Linked DNA regions of Mus musculus: all the other regions are linked to region 1. The links are chromatin contacts, called in public HiChIP or PLAC-seq and promoter capture Hi-C maps. All regions are on one chromosome and are shown on one strand. The core of a region is the stretch at or near the end of the contact, and the rest is flanking DNA. Distances in the headings are between cores, read along the strand shown. Region 1 holds the start of Isg20 (interferon-stimulated protein). Region 2 has its middle 9.8 kb from the start of Gm24224. Region 3 overlaps Abhd2 (abhydrolase domain containing 2). Region 4 holds the start of Ntrk3 (neurotrophic tyrosine kinase, receptor, type 3). Region 5 has its middle 36 kb from the start of Gm39040.

Region 1 (2,751 bases), core at 83-2,582:
AAACTAAGCCGGATTCCCTGTTTTTAGCCCCACCCCACCCTCATCCCTTCAACTCTTGGGGTTTCCATGCCCAGGAGTTTGAGAACCACAGTTTCCGACCCAGTGACAATGAACTGGGGCCCCTATCTTAGGTTTCATTTCCTCTCCCCTGAGCGGTATGACCCACAAGCCCCGCACCCCAGCGGAGAGAAAGGAACATAGCCTAGCGCCTCTGTGTTTTATCTCCCCGAGTGGCAAAGCGAATGCAGATCCATATATATTCTTCCTTTGGCCTCTCTCTCTCTGGTGTGTTCTGCAAGCGCTCCCCTCTTAGAAAGCTGAGTCTGTTTCTGATCCGCGCATACCTCAGTTTGTTTATTAGAATACTGAACGTTCCCTGCGTGTTAGGAATAAGCAACAGGGGCTCCATGATTCAGGGGAGGAGTTTTCTTGTCGCTATGAGAGACCAGCCAGGGGCATCCAGAAGAGTCCAGAGCAGAGAGGAAAAGCAGCAGACTGCCTGCCCATGGACAGGACCATCTCTCAGGAGCAGAGAAAATAGGAGTGGGGAGCTAGAGAAGAGAATAGTAAGAGCGGCAGGGGGTAGAGTGGGGATATTGCTGGTTTTAAGGAAAACGGACGGGGCTGAGGTGGAAGGGCCTGGGAGCTAGCAGAGCGGAGGAGTCAGGGAGGTGAGAGGGGTCAGAAGGCCAGTGCAGAACAGGTACATGTGAACATGTGTCATGTGAAGGAGTCTGCAGGCTAGCATGGGCTGTCATGTGGACCCACAGAACTGTTCTGACAGGTTTCTGAGGAACTCTTTGTGAGAACTTTGAGCTATACACAAGAAACCCTATAGTCCAGCTTGAGCTGCGGGCCAGACTGTCATTTTGGACAAAGACAGTGGGCCTGCCCTTTATTTCAGGGGGCTGGGGAGGGTTCTTGGAATTTTTCCTTTTGGACCTAATAATAGGTATCACTCTAAGGATTCTAAGTCCCAGCCCAGGAGACTAGAACCCAGGAGGAAGAACAGCCTGGCTTGAGGCCCTCTAAAGGTCTGCTGCTGTTTGTCAACTCTCCCAGGTAGAGTCTCTGCCCAATGAGGCACCAAGGACTAGACCCTCCTCCTCCCCCAACCCCTTGCTGCCCTTCCCAGTTAATGGTACCAGCATCTCAAGAACTGCTTGCTCTGTCCTCAGAAAACCTCCCAGGGTAGCACACTGACAGCAGGTCCCAGAAGTTGTGGGACCTTCCCCAGGCTCCAATCCCGGAGATGTTTATTCTCTGGGTGGAGGGTGAGAAAAGCAAAGAAAGATGTTGCAATCCACTCCGTCCACGTCAGACACGTCATCCGAAAGGGAGGAGTAGGGCAGGGCCAGAGGAGGGACAGCCTGACGCGGCCACCAGCCCTGACTCAACCTGCCAGCCCCCTTACCTGGCCAGCCTTGAGGAGATGGAACAGCCCAGGCTACAAGGCCTGCCCCCACTCCTCAACTTCCCTTGATAATGAACCAGAAACTGAAACTAAAACAGGCAGGCTCCCCGTTAGAGATGAGTCACTTCCCAAAGTGACTGAAGTAGCCGAGAAGTGGAAACAGAGGGGCAGAAGAGAACCCAGGGCACTGAGACAGGTGAGAGCAGGTACCAACCACATAGCTGCCCAAACTGGGAGGCAATGGGAGGGGGCTTCGAGGTGGGACAGCCAGACAGGACCAGCAAGCTCTGGGACCTATAGCACACAGAAGCTGAAGGCTGGCAAGAGGCCAGCTTCTGTTGCCAGGTGGCACTGGAGATAATGGGCAGGGCTCAGGGTGTAGTTTGGCAGGGTGGTGGCCCAGGATGCCTGGAGGGCTGTTGGTTCTTGACTGACAGCCTGGCTCTCCCCCACCCCCCACCTCCCCATCCTCCAGGGCTTTCTGAGGGTCGCCAAGGAGCATGGCAGGCATCCCAGAGGTGGTGGCCATGGACTGTGAGATGGTGGGGCTTGGGCCTCAAAGGGTGAGTGGCCTCGCCCGCTGCAGCATTGTGAACATCCATGGCGCAGTCCTGTATGACAAGTACATCCGACCCGAGGGAGAGATCACGGACTACAGAACCCAAGTCAGCGGGGTCACGCCTCAGCACATGGTGAGGGCCACGCCATTTGGTGAAGCCAGGCTAGAGGTAAGTGAAGAAGGAGCAGGAGTCGAGGCACATTTGTCCTTCCACCTCAGCTCCTTCCTAGGGTCTGTGGTCTGTGACTCTCCCATGAGGAATTTCTCACATATTTGAGGGAGGGAAGGACTCTGGGTCTCCCTATCACAGCCCTCAACTAAGTTAGTCTCCCCACCACCAGAGAATCTTAGGCTCCCATCTGCAGCTGTTTTCAGGGCATCTTTCTGGTCCAACTTTCCGGTCTTATGATGGGGACATTGAGTCCCACCTGATGTTCCTTCTCTTCTACATCGCACTGCTCTGGTGAGCCTGTGAAATGAGGTTCTGAGGCTGAGCTGGCTCTGACTCAGAGGCCAGAGGCTCCTGGGCTGAAGGAGACTGTGTTCCCAGACTGCGTGCTCTGGGCCACTGAGGCCCGAGGTTCTTACCCTTTAACCTTGTGTCCATGTCTTCCAGACATGTAGGACACGGAGCTGAGCACTCTAAGGGCTGCCCATCCTCCCACTGGGCCGCCAGATAGATCAGGCTTGCTCATCCGCTGTGTGGCAAGCAGCCAGGCTCTGCTACTGCCCACTGGGTGGAAATCCCAGTACCCTGATGGTGCTTAGCAAACCGCCC
Region 2 (2,751 bases), core at 91-2,590, 450 kb after region 1:
GGCCCACTGGGGAGAGGTGGAGCTGCCATACGCCTAGAGATCCAGGCCCTCCCTGGGGCTGGGGGAGGGGACGTGTACCAGCTGAAGCCTCCTTAGTGTGTCACTCTGAATGGCACTGGCATTCCATTTTGCTTCACATGAAATCAACTGAGGCTCTTTATTTAAGTTTTGGGCTCTCAGACATGGAAATGAGACCGTGACCGTGGCAGTCGGACAGGAAAATTCTTGTTTGGCCCTGAATGAGAGTACAGAGGCATGACTGTGGAGGTGCCAGCTTTGCCTAATGAATGGGAGGACAGCCCTCTATGTAGGTCGGCTGCTTTCCTTCCTCTGGGCTGCCTCGCTCTAGCGTTTAGAGAGTATTCTGTTTTTAAATCAAGGATATAAATTACATAGATGTAGACAATTCTGTGGCTGGAATAACATTAAGACCCAAGTGCGGAGTGCACCTATATTATTCCAGTTGTACTCCCTGCTTCCCAAATAATTGGAAACCATGGACTTCAGTCAAATTAGGATTACCTAGCATCAAAATGATGATCAAGACTGCCTAGTTAGCAGGGAAGCTTGCAGACTTGAACGCCCGTTCTTTCCTGCACCAACTTTGTGTCTTCCATGCCAGAGCAGAGTGAAGGTGGAAAACGTGTCAGTGTATCCCTCTCACGCCTGTGGTATCCTACACTCACAGGGAACCTTGGGATCTACTGAAACATTCCTCTAAGGGTGTCTTCCTTTATTCACATGGTGTTACAGAACCAGCGTCAGGAGACCTGGTTGCTCACCCCCACTGGCTCTGACTCATGCCGGACACACGGGCAAGTCACTTCACCTCTCTTGAACCTGTTACCTTGTTCTATAGCATCTCTGAGGCTGCTTCACTCACTTGTGAATCATTCTCTCCATCATTGTTAAGTGTGTCTGAAGTTGCACGTAGAAGGGAGTGAACCCTGACCCCTAAGCTCATCTTCATCTTAAGAGAGAGAAGGCGCGTGTGCATTCAACTTTTCCTAGTTAGGACACGAGGCAACATCCAAAACCCCGTCTCTGGCCTCTCTTCCTAGTCTTGACCGTCATGACCGTTTCCTTGCTATTCTGAGGGTAGTCTTGTGACTGTAGCGGGTGAGAGCCACAGTAATGAGGAGAGTGCCTCGGTCTTCAGTGTGACCAGGCTAAGGGTGGATGGTTGCCAAGCCAGAGGTCCTTCCTGGGCAGGCTCGCTCTGGCTCAGCTGAACCTTCTGGGTGGCTGAGCTTATCTGGCTGGCATCCGGATGAGAGCCCTCTTTGTAAGTGGCTGACTTGAGATAGAGTTTGCCAGGTCCGGAGATACAGAGCACGTGTTTATGTTTGCCCCGGAAGCAGGTGTTAGAGATGTGAGAGGCTTTTCTTTTCCTGTGGCCTTGATCCTGACTTGAGTGACAGTTTTAAAAGAAGGAGGAAGTGGGTGTGGGGGTGTGGAGACAGGACTTGTGGAGTTGAAGGAACCCCTGGGTTTTCTTCCTTTAGGCACATGAGAGAGTTCTTAGGAAGCATGTCACCTCAGCATCCTGTCACAGTATCATCTGGAATTGTTTTCTTTACCCACAAAGCCTTAACTTGCCTCTAGAAAATCCCCTGGTATGACAACATTGTGGCCTAAGAATTCAAACTCTTCTCCTATGAAAGTCTGAAGCAAAGCCACAGCCAAACCAGAGAATTTCCTCAGGTGGCCTGGAGGCTCCTATGACATCACCCCCACCTCTCACCCCAACAACATGAGTGATCTGGATCTAAGCCCCTCCACCCACCCGTCGTCTTGGCCTTACTCTCTTTCAAAGCCACATTAGATCACTCAAATGCTTCCAAAAGGGGCCTGCTTGGCATTTAGAGACCAAGCCATTGAGGGCCAAGTTTCTTCCACCTGTTAGCTAAGCAAAGGACAGTTGTCCCCTCTGCCTGGGGTCAATTTTCCCAAACTATGTTTATAGCTAAGGACACAGGAGCAGGCCCCTGCTGGCTAAGGAACCCCAACAGCATCCAGAGCAAAGGCTGCTCTGCTGGCCTTGCTGCCTCCAGGTGCTACAGCCCAGCATCCTCCTGAAGTGGTCCTTAGCAACAGGCTACAGAGTACAGCTTGCCAACTATCCCCAGACACCCAGAACACAGACAGCTGTCTCCTTTGGAAGAGTCTGTCTGCCATGTTTTCCAGCTGTTTTTTTCCTAGCGTATACATAGGTAGAGCTTTCACCAATGCCTAATAAAGAAGCTGAAATCAATTTCTAATTGGTAGATTAAGACTGACATGGCGAGGTTCAGAAAATTCACAACTTTTTACTAGACTCCTGTCAATTAGGAAATCTATAACTGGTCCCCATTAGCCAAGTAATCTTCTGTTGCCATAAATTGGGGACAGTCCATTTCTAGCGCCTATAGGATCACCCTTAGTCTCGGTGGGCATTCTGCCCCCCAGACCACAGACACAGAGCAGTCAACATCACCTGAAATCATTGCTGACCTCCTCGGTCCCCAGGGCCAACCGCCACTCTCCCAGGCTGCTCTCCTGAGGGAACCTGGTTCCTGGTGATAGGAGCTGGGCTCGCTTTGGTCTTCATTCTGGCCTCTTTAGTTTTCCTAAAGCACAAATCCATGTAGTGCCCTGTTACCTCTCCACACCCATTCCAGGTGACCTGGCTCTCTCCCGCAGCCTCAGGCAGACCTTCACTATACCTGAGTTTGCAACTTTTCCCCCACTGCCGCTGCCTTATTGACCAGG
Region 3 (2,751 bases), core at 182-2,681, 410 kb after region 1:
ATTTACTGAGCAGAGGTGCCATGCGAGCCACGCTGTATACATTGGCTCATTTGGTAATAACGAGGCCAGTCTTGTCACACGGGATGTATTCAAAGGGTATTATTTGCTTTCTTTTCCCCTTGATTATAGAAATAGCCCATGTTGAATTGCTTGATGCTCTAAATTTGAAACCACGGTTGGTTCCTAAAGCTAACTTGGCGTGGGAGGCATTAACGAACAGAGCATGGATATAATAAGGTGGTTAAAAATGTTCAGCTCAGTGGCGAAGTGCTCACTCAGTATGCACGAGACCCTACATCACAAAAGGAACCCATTGTGTTTATGGTTAGTGTGCAGAATAATGTGTGGAGAAAGGCCTTAAAAACTAGGGTACCTTTGTTCAATAAATGTGGAGGAAACTAACCACTCCTATTTTTCTTCCTCTCCTTTCTCAGATACATTCCACCACTGATCTGGGGGAAAAGCGGACATATCCAGACAGCCTTGTATGGGAAGATGGGGAGGGTGAGGTCACCACACCCTTACGGGCACCGCAAGTTCATCACCATGTCGGATGGTGCCACTTCTACCTTCGACCTCTTCGAGCCCCTGGCTGAGCACTGTGTTGGAGGTGAGCCACTTTAGGTCCTGGTGTTGAGCCACCCTTAGAGAGAGGAGCAGCCATCAGTGGGGAGCAGTGTGTGAAATGCCTGTGTCACCCACTGTCCCATTGTGTTCAGAGGCCAGGCCATCAGGTTTAACTCCAGCCTGTGCGTGTTAGTTCACATTAGCCACAGTCAGTAGAGAATTATGATCCCTCTTAAAGTACGGAAGCCTGTCTTAAAGGATGGCAGGAAGAGCTTGGAGCCCAGAGCCCCCCAGGACTCAGTAACATTTCCTACTGTTATCTCTCCAATCCTCCCCTCGCCCTGTGAGGTGGGCGATGCTATCTCCCTTGAACCGTGGGAAGCTGGGACTTGGAAAAGCAATCTAGGGTGGGTTTATTTGCTGGGCAGCAGGGCATAAAGGCTCTCGGGTGCCTGGTGTGTAAATCTCCTGGGACAAAAGGACACATTAAAGCCATACTTGCTTTTCATGAGTCAGTGACACCTCATCCAAGAAATGACTCCAGTTTCCGCTGCTGTGAGCGTTTGCCAGCTATACAGTAAACGGCGATGGCAAAGGCCTCATAATGAAGCCTTCAGAGGAAGTGCAGTTGGATGCCAGCATCTTTTTGAATGCAGTCCCTACCAGGAGAGAACATGGTTTTTTTTTTTATTCAAAGATACCTAGTTTATTATAGACGTGTAGTCATTATTTATGGGTAAATTGCAGCAGCAAACGTGCGCCAGCTCATTTATTTCAAGTAACTGGAATTGCTGAGTAGTTTTCCTCCCCATGCCCTCACGTGGCCACCTCCCTGTCATTCAGGTCTCAGATGTCACCTCCTCTGAGACTATGGTTCCTTTCTCTAGACCCGAGGTGCCTCCCTGCCTTAGTCCCTCATGGCACCTGCCAATCTAGCTACTTCTGGGGCTGTTTAGGGCCCTGCTGCTGTAGTGCAGGAGTCCCGGGGCCCAGGAGTCTGTGCTCCACACAAACAGTCACCAAAGGAATGAGTACATGACTAGGGATGGAGTTCCTGCTACGTTTGCAAGTACTGTCGTGGGTCCTTCATACATCTGTGCCCCCACCATAGTTAGTTAAATGCTTTCTTTCTCTTATTTCTAATAATTTGACTTGTAGCATTTAAGCATCCAATTTAAACTTGGTGTGATGGCTCACACCTGAAATCCAAACATTCAAGAGATGGACACTTGAGGATCAGCAATTCAAGGCCAGCGTGGGCTACATGAGACCCAGTCTGAAAACAAGAGTGATAACAACGGCAACCAAGTAGCGTAAAGTTTAGGTTGAGCAGTCAGTCGTTCTTGCTGGTACTCAGTATGGTACCAAAAGGACACAACCAGCTCTAAGTCTCTTATCCATGACTTCCCGTCAGCCCGGCTCCCTGCAGCGATCAGTGCTTGTGTCTGCACCCAAGGAATACTCTTAAGAGAGCTGCTTTATTTCGCTTATGCTTTACTTCCCTGCCCGGGGGAGGGGTACATCTTCCTTTTAGCAAACATAAACAGAAGCATTTCAAAATGAAAAATAGACCAGACTGAAAATGAAAAAGAACAGACCAGTCATGGCGGCGCACACCTTTCATTCCAGCACTAGGGAGGCAGTGGCAGGTAGATCTATGTGGAATCCAGCCAGGGCTTGCAAAGGGAGGCTCTCAAGAGAGAGAGAGAGGAAGAAAGAAGGGAAGGAAGGAGGGAGAGAGACTTGTCCAGAATCTCACTGTCTCAACACCTGTTAATGTCAGTGTTTATATATTAAATGGATGCATAAAGATCTCCTTCTCTACCCTGTAGATGACATCACCATGGTCATCTGTCCTGGAATTGCCAACCACAGCGAGAAGCAGTATATCCGAACCTTCGTTGACTATGCCCAGAAAAATGGCTACCGGTGCGCAGTGCTAAACCACCTGGGAGCCCTCCCCAACATTGAGCTGACCTCCCCACGAATGTTCACCTATGGTAAGCATGGGGTATGGCCAAATGGAGCCTCCCTCTCGCCCCTCACAGAGAGTGTGCAGCCCCTCCAGCCTGTTGCCTTGAGACTATAAGTGTAGAATTTCTGAACATCCACAAGAGACGATGGGGTGACACACTTGTTACAGTAGCTTACACTGCCATCCATGATGCAGTGCCTGAGCAGCTT
Region 4 (2,751 bases), core at 114-2,613, 340 kb before region 1:
ACCTGGCTGAAGAATGAAGAATGAAAGAAAGGCTATGCAGGCTCCTGGCCCTGACTCTTCCTTTCACTCCTTCACAGGCCTCTGGCCCCATCCCTACCAAAGAAACACAACAAGAAAAGAGCAGGCCACTACACAGGGTCCCACTCAGCCGGGGCAAACCAGCCAAACGCCACGCAGAGTTCAATTTTTGAGAGAAAGGGGGTGGGGGGAAGGAACCGCAGAATTGTGAAAGAAATTTCCTTCCCAAAACCCAGGTCGTCCTCTCTCTCCTGCCTCCAGCAACCTGACTCAGAATTACCCTGGGCAGTTATGGAAGCCCAAGCCAGGAAAGGGTCTGTAGGCGCCCAGATGCAGATGAGGGTGGGAAAGGGGGGGATGTCTCGGAAATGCCCAAAATGGGGTTGGAGAAGGCGGCGGGAGGTGGGGGGGAGGAAAAGCAAAGAGGTAGGCGTCCATGACGGCCAGAACACGTCCGAAGTCTCCTCGGGAGAAGCCAGCTTCCAACTTGTTTACTTATTGGCATGTTTTGCTCTCTCCAAAGGGAAACAGTTTTTTTTTTAAAAAATCCCGATTGGTTCTCAAGCAGTCCCTATCTGTCACCTTCCCTCCAAGGCTAGGCTAAGCTTTGCCTCTGCCGCCGCTATCTGCCACCGCCTGTCAGGGAAACGAGACGCCTCTACTTTATTCCACTTGAGCGTGGCCAAACTGTTGCTATTTAGTGGGGGGCATAGAACCCAATTCGCACCCTCGAAACGAGCAGGCAGAGGGTGGGGGCGGGGACAGGAGCTGGGCCCGGGTGCACTCCGCCCGGAAGGGTCCTCTCCAGGGAGAGGTACCCACCAGCATCATCAAATCACGCCTGGCTAGGGCTGGAGTCACCTGAAACACGCAGCCCTACAGCATCTCCCGAGCCAGGGCGAGCCTGATGCGCACCCGGCGGGCTGCGAACAGAGGCGAGCTGGGGAGCGCAGGGCCAGTTCCCGGGCCGCGGGCGGGCAAGACGGAGACGCGAAGCTGGGGCGGGGGTGGGGGGCGGGCTGGGTAGCGGCCGCCTGACTTACATGGAAGTGATATTCCTTGAGATGTCCGTAATGTTGATGCTGGCGTTCCCATTGCTGTTCCCTGAATCCTGCCCTTCCAGGAGAGGGAAGAGGTTCCCATCGTCCGGCCGCCGGCAATTGATCTCAGTCTTGCTGCAGACACAATTTGCAGGGCAAGCCAGCACGGAGCCCACATAGTCCAGCCAGACGCTTCCCAGCAAGAAAATCCGCCAGAAACTACACTTGGCTGGGCAAAGAGAGACATCCATCTCCGATCGCTGCTTCTAAAAAAGAGGAGGAGGAGGAGAGGAGAGGGGGGTGGGGTGGGGGGAGTGGGGAGAGCAGGGGGGGAAGGAAACAAAGACAGCGAGGGAGGGGGGAAGGGGGAGGGGGGCCTCTGCCTTTGAAACGCCGAACGATCAGATGCAAAATCCTTCAGCGTCGGAAACCATCGCGGCCGCCGCCGCCACCGGGTGGGAGCCGCGGGGAGCGCCTAGTGGCGCGGTCTGCCGGGCATGGTGGCCGGCTCGGCGCTCGCCGGCTTGCGGGGTCCAGAAGCTCTGGAAACGAGGCGCGCTCTCCGACTCCGAGACTTTGCAGGGTTGTAACAACAGACGGTGGGAAGGCAAAAATAATAATAAAAAAAGAAAAAAAGATGGTGCTAAAGTCACCAAGTCCCACCTCCTAGGCAGAATTAAAACGGACACACCTGCAAAACACACTCGCACACACTCACATACACACGCGCGGAGCTGGAGGAAGGAGGAGAAGGAAGATGCAGTCAGAGCTGCAGCAGTCGCGGCGAATGGCTCGCTACGCGCCTGCAGAAATGTACAAGTGCTCCGAGCCTTACGAAACGCACGGGTTATCGGAGCGTCTTCCTCGGTTCCCTCCCTCCCTCCTCCCCTCCCTCCTCGCGGCCTCCTCCCCCCCCCCCGCCCCCCGCCCGGGCTGGGAGAGGCAGGAGAGCGGAATCTCCCCCTCCCTCCCCTCCCCACACCCCTCTCTCTCCCCGCCCGTCCTCTCCCTCCTGCTTCCCCACCCACCCACCCACTCGCCGGCTCTCGGCTCTCGCCGGTACCGCCACCCGCAGCCGCGCCGCTGCCCGCCCGCTCCACGCCCGCGCCCGCTCGCTGCAGCCGAGGGGAAAACGAGACGGAAAGGAAAAGTTGCAGTTGGGATTCCGAGGGTCGGCGTTGGGGAGGGAGAGTTGGCAAGCTGACTGAGCAACACGAAAGGCGTTCTCCCTTCCACTTTTTGGCCCTCGTGCTGCCCGGTTTTGCTGCAATCTCCTCCGCAGGAGGAAGCGAAATGAGCGTGGCCCAGGTGACCCGGGATGCTCCCCAGCCTGAGTGAGGGTCTCGGGCTCACGGACAGTGACGGGAATCAGGAGCGCACAGGAACCCGAGCGAGGCAGCCAGGGACGCCGGCCGCAGACGTGCAGACCTAGATCTGAATGACACTCATTTGGGTAATCAAGAGTCCCGGGAGCTGGGCTCAGCTTGGGAGGGGACTGCGTGGCATGGCACACTGAGTGCCCCTGAGCCTATTGCTCCTTCTTGGCGGTGCGTTATGGGTTCCGCCTTGGACAAACAGGGACCAGAGAAGGAGAGAAAGAGGGAAGGAGCGCCTGCAGGACTGCGCTGGAGAACCGAGGTGGCCCAGGGCGAGCGATTCATGCGAAAGAAGCGGCCAGGAAATTGAGATGCGA
Region 5 (2,751 bases), core at 137-2,636, 300 kb after region 1:
CCAAGAAGGGATGTCTGACTCAGTCAGGAGGCACTTGCCCCAGAGATGGCAGAAGCTCAGACTAGGGACGCGCCTGGCCCTGGTGGGATCAGACCCTGAGCCCCAGCCATCTTGGGATGGGGGGAGCCAGGAATGAGGGTGGGATGTCTATCCATTGCCTCAGGTTCCGGAGTGCTGCCCACCGTTTCTTAACCCAGATCTTGAAGAAGGCTGCAATCCAGGGACCATCTCAAACCTGGCTGTCTTCACCTCTCTACTGGTTTTCCCTCTGCCCAACATGCAATGTAATCACATGACTCAGACACCCCTACATTTTCAAGTCCAGACTCTCTCCCTCCAAAGTAAAGATTTATGGAGTGTGGTGGCACAGACTTGTGGTTGAACAAGGAAGTGGAAGTCAGACTGATGTATGAAGGGTTTACCAATAAACTTGCTTATATTAAGTTACATGTAAGTAAAACTTAGCCAAAGGATTTTTGCCTCCACAGGAAAGTTTCATAGATGGTGTTGGCTTCTATTGGTCCTTTAAATCCTGTGCCTTTTATTCAGAAGAGTGTAATTCTGCCAGGCAGGCAGAATGACATTGGTTCATGGCTGCCCCTAAAAAAAACTCAGCTTGTTTCAGATAACTTTGACAATGCCTTACTTAAATCTCCCATATGTCTAAAGTGTCCAAACTTGCAATTTCCTGACTCTGTAAAATGTGTTTAATTGCCCAAACTGTAAAAGTGTTTAATTGCCCAAAGTATGAGGCTGTGAGCCCAAAGGCAACTCATTTGTATAAGCCATAAGGGATCCAGGTTCAGGGTCCAGTTTCTCTTTGGGTATTAGCCAGAGCCAGACTTGCACTGCTATTAAAGAGGGTTTTTTTTTTTTCCTTATTATTCCCTGTGTAATTGGAGTAAATTCTCACTGGAGGGGATTAATTTACCATCACATAATCCCACCTTAAGAGGCTGAGGCAGGAGGACTGAAAATGCAAGACTGGTTTGGACTACAAAATGAGACTTCATCTCAAAACAGTAGAGTGTCGTCGTCCGTCCCGTCCCCCCCCCGCCGCCCCTCTCCCCTATCTTCAAGGTGTTGGCACTAAGCCCTAGTTCTGTGACCCGTTTGTGTGACCTTGTCACATTATGTAAACAGCATTGTGGAGTGGTGGGTGTGGGTAAGTCCAAGGTTCCAACACAAATGTTGGGGGCTGGGGGGGTGCTTGGTAAAAGGAGAGGTATGTGACAAATTAGGAGGGACAGTTGCTTAAGCCTGGGGAATTTCAAGTCGCAGCCTGACTTGGCATGCTCCTCATCTGCCTATGCTTTACACACCCGGTGCCTTTTGCCCTATCAGAAGTCTGCATCTCCCCAGGGAGCTCAGAGGGCTTTGTCGGGTGCCTGTCTGCACCGTGCCTGGGGCTGTGTAGGCACGTCCACATCAGCACATTCTTTGCCTCAGACCCTACCCCACTTTCCAAACTCTCCAGAAGTCTTGCCACACCCCACCCCACCCCCCAGGACATGAATCACAATGAAGACAGCAATGTCTGATAGTACACAAAGCAGTGAATGTCCTCTCTGAGAGCAGGATCTGTGTTCCTGAAAAAGCCAGTCAGATGTCCCCTCTCACAAAAATGCTCCAGAGAAGACTAATACATTGTATGCTTGAAAACATCTGGGAGATTCTGCTGACCCACGCCTGAACTTCCTCGTTCTTCCCTTTCCCACACACATCTCTCTGGTAACCTGAAAAGCTGGGACAACACAAGAGATGGGCATCGTTTCTGTTTGGGTTTCGGTTTTAAGGTAGTTTCCTAAGTTGGACATAAAAATGCTTAGTAAAATAAACTTCAGCCTCAACAAAGATCAATATTTAAAAATACAGGAGTCACTGGGCATGGTGGGATGTGCTGTTAGTACCAGCATTCAAGAGGCAGAGGCAGGTGGACCTCTGCGAGTTCAAGCCCAGCCGGGTCTACATAGGAAGTTCCAGGCCAGCCAGAGCTATCTAGAACAAACAAAATCAAAAGAAGGATGTGGAGAGGAGCATTTTGAGAGTCAACTGGACATTGACTGCCAATTACATTGCCATGAGCACAGGGATGCTGGACAAGTGGCTCATGCTCTTTAGGAAACTGATACCTGAGAAGCAAATGAGCAAAGGCAGCCCTAATACTCTAGCCAACACCCAGCAAGGACACGCATGATGTCATTGGAGCAGCCATGAGCTAGGAGTCACAGGTGAGTTGCTGGGCTCACGGACCTTGAAGTTCTCTAGTTGTTAGATCCAAGACAAGTGGCTGGTGCTTTCTGTGCCTCGGTGTGTCCTCTTCTACTTTCCTTTCCTTCCTGTTCCTGCCTCTCCCTTCTTGCCCTTACCTTCCCTGATTTTCTTTGGAGCTGGGGATTAGATGTTCTTTGCATCTTTAGGATTCCCTTTACCCCTGGGTGATACCCTACCCCCTCCAGCATTTTCCTAATAGCTCTACCTCTGTAGGTGTCTTTCTTAGGATTAAAAGAGTTCTTAGCTAAGGATAAACCTTAAAGGGCAGAGTGTCTGCCTACTATGCACAAGACCAAAGATTCATTTCTCAATACCATGCAAAGAGCAGGGCAAGTAAGTAAATAAAATCACAGCATTCAAGAGGCAAGAAGATCAGCAGTTCAAAGTCAGCCTCAGCTCATATCAAGTTCCAGACCAGCCTGGGATAACAAAAACAAAAACAAAAACAAAGGAGTTTGGGCAGGTTAGTAAGGTTTC

The links. Promoter capture Hi-C pulls out the DNA fragments that hold promoters and counts their contacts. HiChIP or PLAC-seq counts read pairs in DNA pulled down with a chosen protein or histone mark.
Region 2: an H3K27ac HiChIP or PLAC-seq map of oligodendrocyte precursor cells shows a contact between it and region 1, with 5 times the contacts expected there. The contact joins the enhancer-like site here to the promoter of Isg20 in region 1. A contact is called at or near these places in 14 of 39 promoter capture datasets (the 3T3-L1 cell line, the C10 cell line, the HPC-7 cell line and 5 more), 3 of 15 datasets of contacts at CTCF or cohesin (embryonic stem cells and large pre-B cells), 90 of 484 Hi-C or Micro-C datasets (the 63-12 cell line, the AML12 cell line, B cells and 46 more), 19 of 115 datasets of contacts at active chromatin or transcription factors (DN3 thymocytes, the HPC-7 cell line, the NIH/3T3 cell line and 12 more) and 2 of 9 other capture datasets (embryonic stem cells and liver).
Region 3: an HNF4G HiChIP or PLAC-seq map of pancreatic cancer cells shows a contact between it and region 1. The contact joins the enhancer-like site here to the promoter of Isg20 in region 1. A contact is called at or near these places in 11 of 39 promoter capture datasets (the 3T3-L1 cell line, the C10 cell line, the HPC-7 cell line and 4 more), 6 of 115 datasets of contacts at active chromatin or transcription factors (acute myeloid leukemia, embryonic stem cells, extraembryonic endoderm stem cells and 3 more) and 1 of 9 other capture datasets (embryonic stem cells).
Region 4: a contact with region 1 is called in a promoter capture Hi-C map of liver, with 2.5 times the contacts expected there. The contact joins the promoter of Ntrk3 here to the promoter of Isg20 in region 1. A contact is called at or near these places in 1 of 39 promoter capture datasets (liver) and 1 of 115 datasets of contacts at active chromatin or transcription factors (embryonic stem cells).
Region 5: an H3K27ac HiChIP or PLAC-seq map of embryonic stem cells shows a contact between it and region 1, with 2.7 times the contacts expected there. The contact joins the enhancer-like site here to the promoter of Isg20 in region 1. A contact is called at or near these places in 2 of 39 promoter capture datasets (cranial neural crest and embryonic stem cells), 1 of 484 Hi-C or Micro-C datasets (myocytes), 9 of 115 datasets of contacts at active chromatin or transcription factors (SST interneurons, acute myeloid leukemia, embryonic basal ganglia and 3 more) and 2 of 9 other capture datasets (embryonic stem cells and liver).

The regions. Positions count from the first base shown.
Region 1 is chr7:78,912,433-78,915,183 of GRCm38.p6, forward strand. Isg20 (interferon-stimulated protein) reads left to right here and starts at 1,333. Exons shown (of 4, transcript NM_020583.5): 1 at 1,333-1,610; 2 at 1,890-2,142. The coding sequence starts at 1,915.
Region 2 is chr7:79,362,246-79,364,996 of GRCm38.p6, forward strand. No RefSeq gene overlaps it. Among named protein-coding and RNA genes, the nearest start is that of Gm24224, 9.8 kb to the left of the region's middle. Within about 2 kb of position 1,341, at least 137 of the 459 cell types and tissues checked have an H3K27ac peak or open chromatin away from gene starts, as enhancers often do. A contact at or near this core is called in the 63-12 cell line, B cells, the BV-2 cell line and 19 more, where this site is marked.
Region 3 is chr7:79,323,035-79,325,785 of GRCm38.p6, forward strand. It overlaps Abhd2 (abhydrolase domain containing 2), which reads left to right. Exons shown (of 11, transcript NM_018811.6): 4 at 435-610; 5 at 2,400-2,567. Among named protein-coding and RNA genes, the nearest start is that of Gm39041, 25 kb to the left of the region's middle. Within about 2 kb of position 1,432, at least 31 of the 459 cell types and tissues checked have an H3K27ac peak or open chromatin away from gene starts, as enhancers often do. A contact at or near this core is called in forebrain and pancreatic cancer cells, where this site is marked.
Region 4 is chr7:78,576,475-78,579,225 of GRCm38.p6, forward strand. Ntrk3 (neurotrophic tyrosine kinase, receptor, type 3) reads right to left here and starts at 1,364. Exons shown (of 17, transcript NM_008746.5): 1 at 1,062-1,364. The coding sequence starts at 1,309.
Region 5 is chr7:79,210,230-79,212,980 of GRCm38.p6, forward strand. No RefSeq gene overlaps it. Among named protein-coding and RNA genes, the nearest start is that of Gm39040, 36 kb to the right of the region's middle. Within about 2 kb of position 1,387, at least 55 of the 459 cell types and tissues checked have an H3K27ac peak or open chromatin away from gene starts, as enhancers often do. A contact at or near this core is called in embryonic stem cells, extraembryonic endoderm stem cells and pancreatic cancer cells, where this site is marked.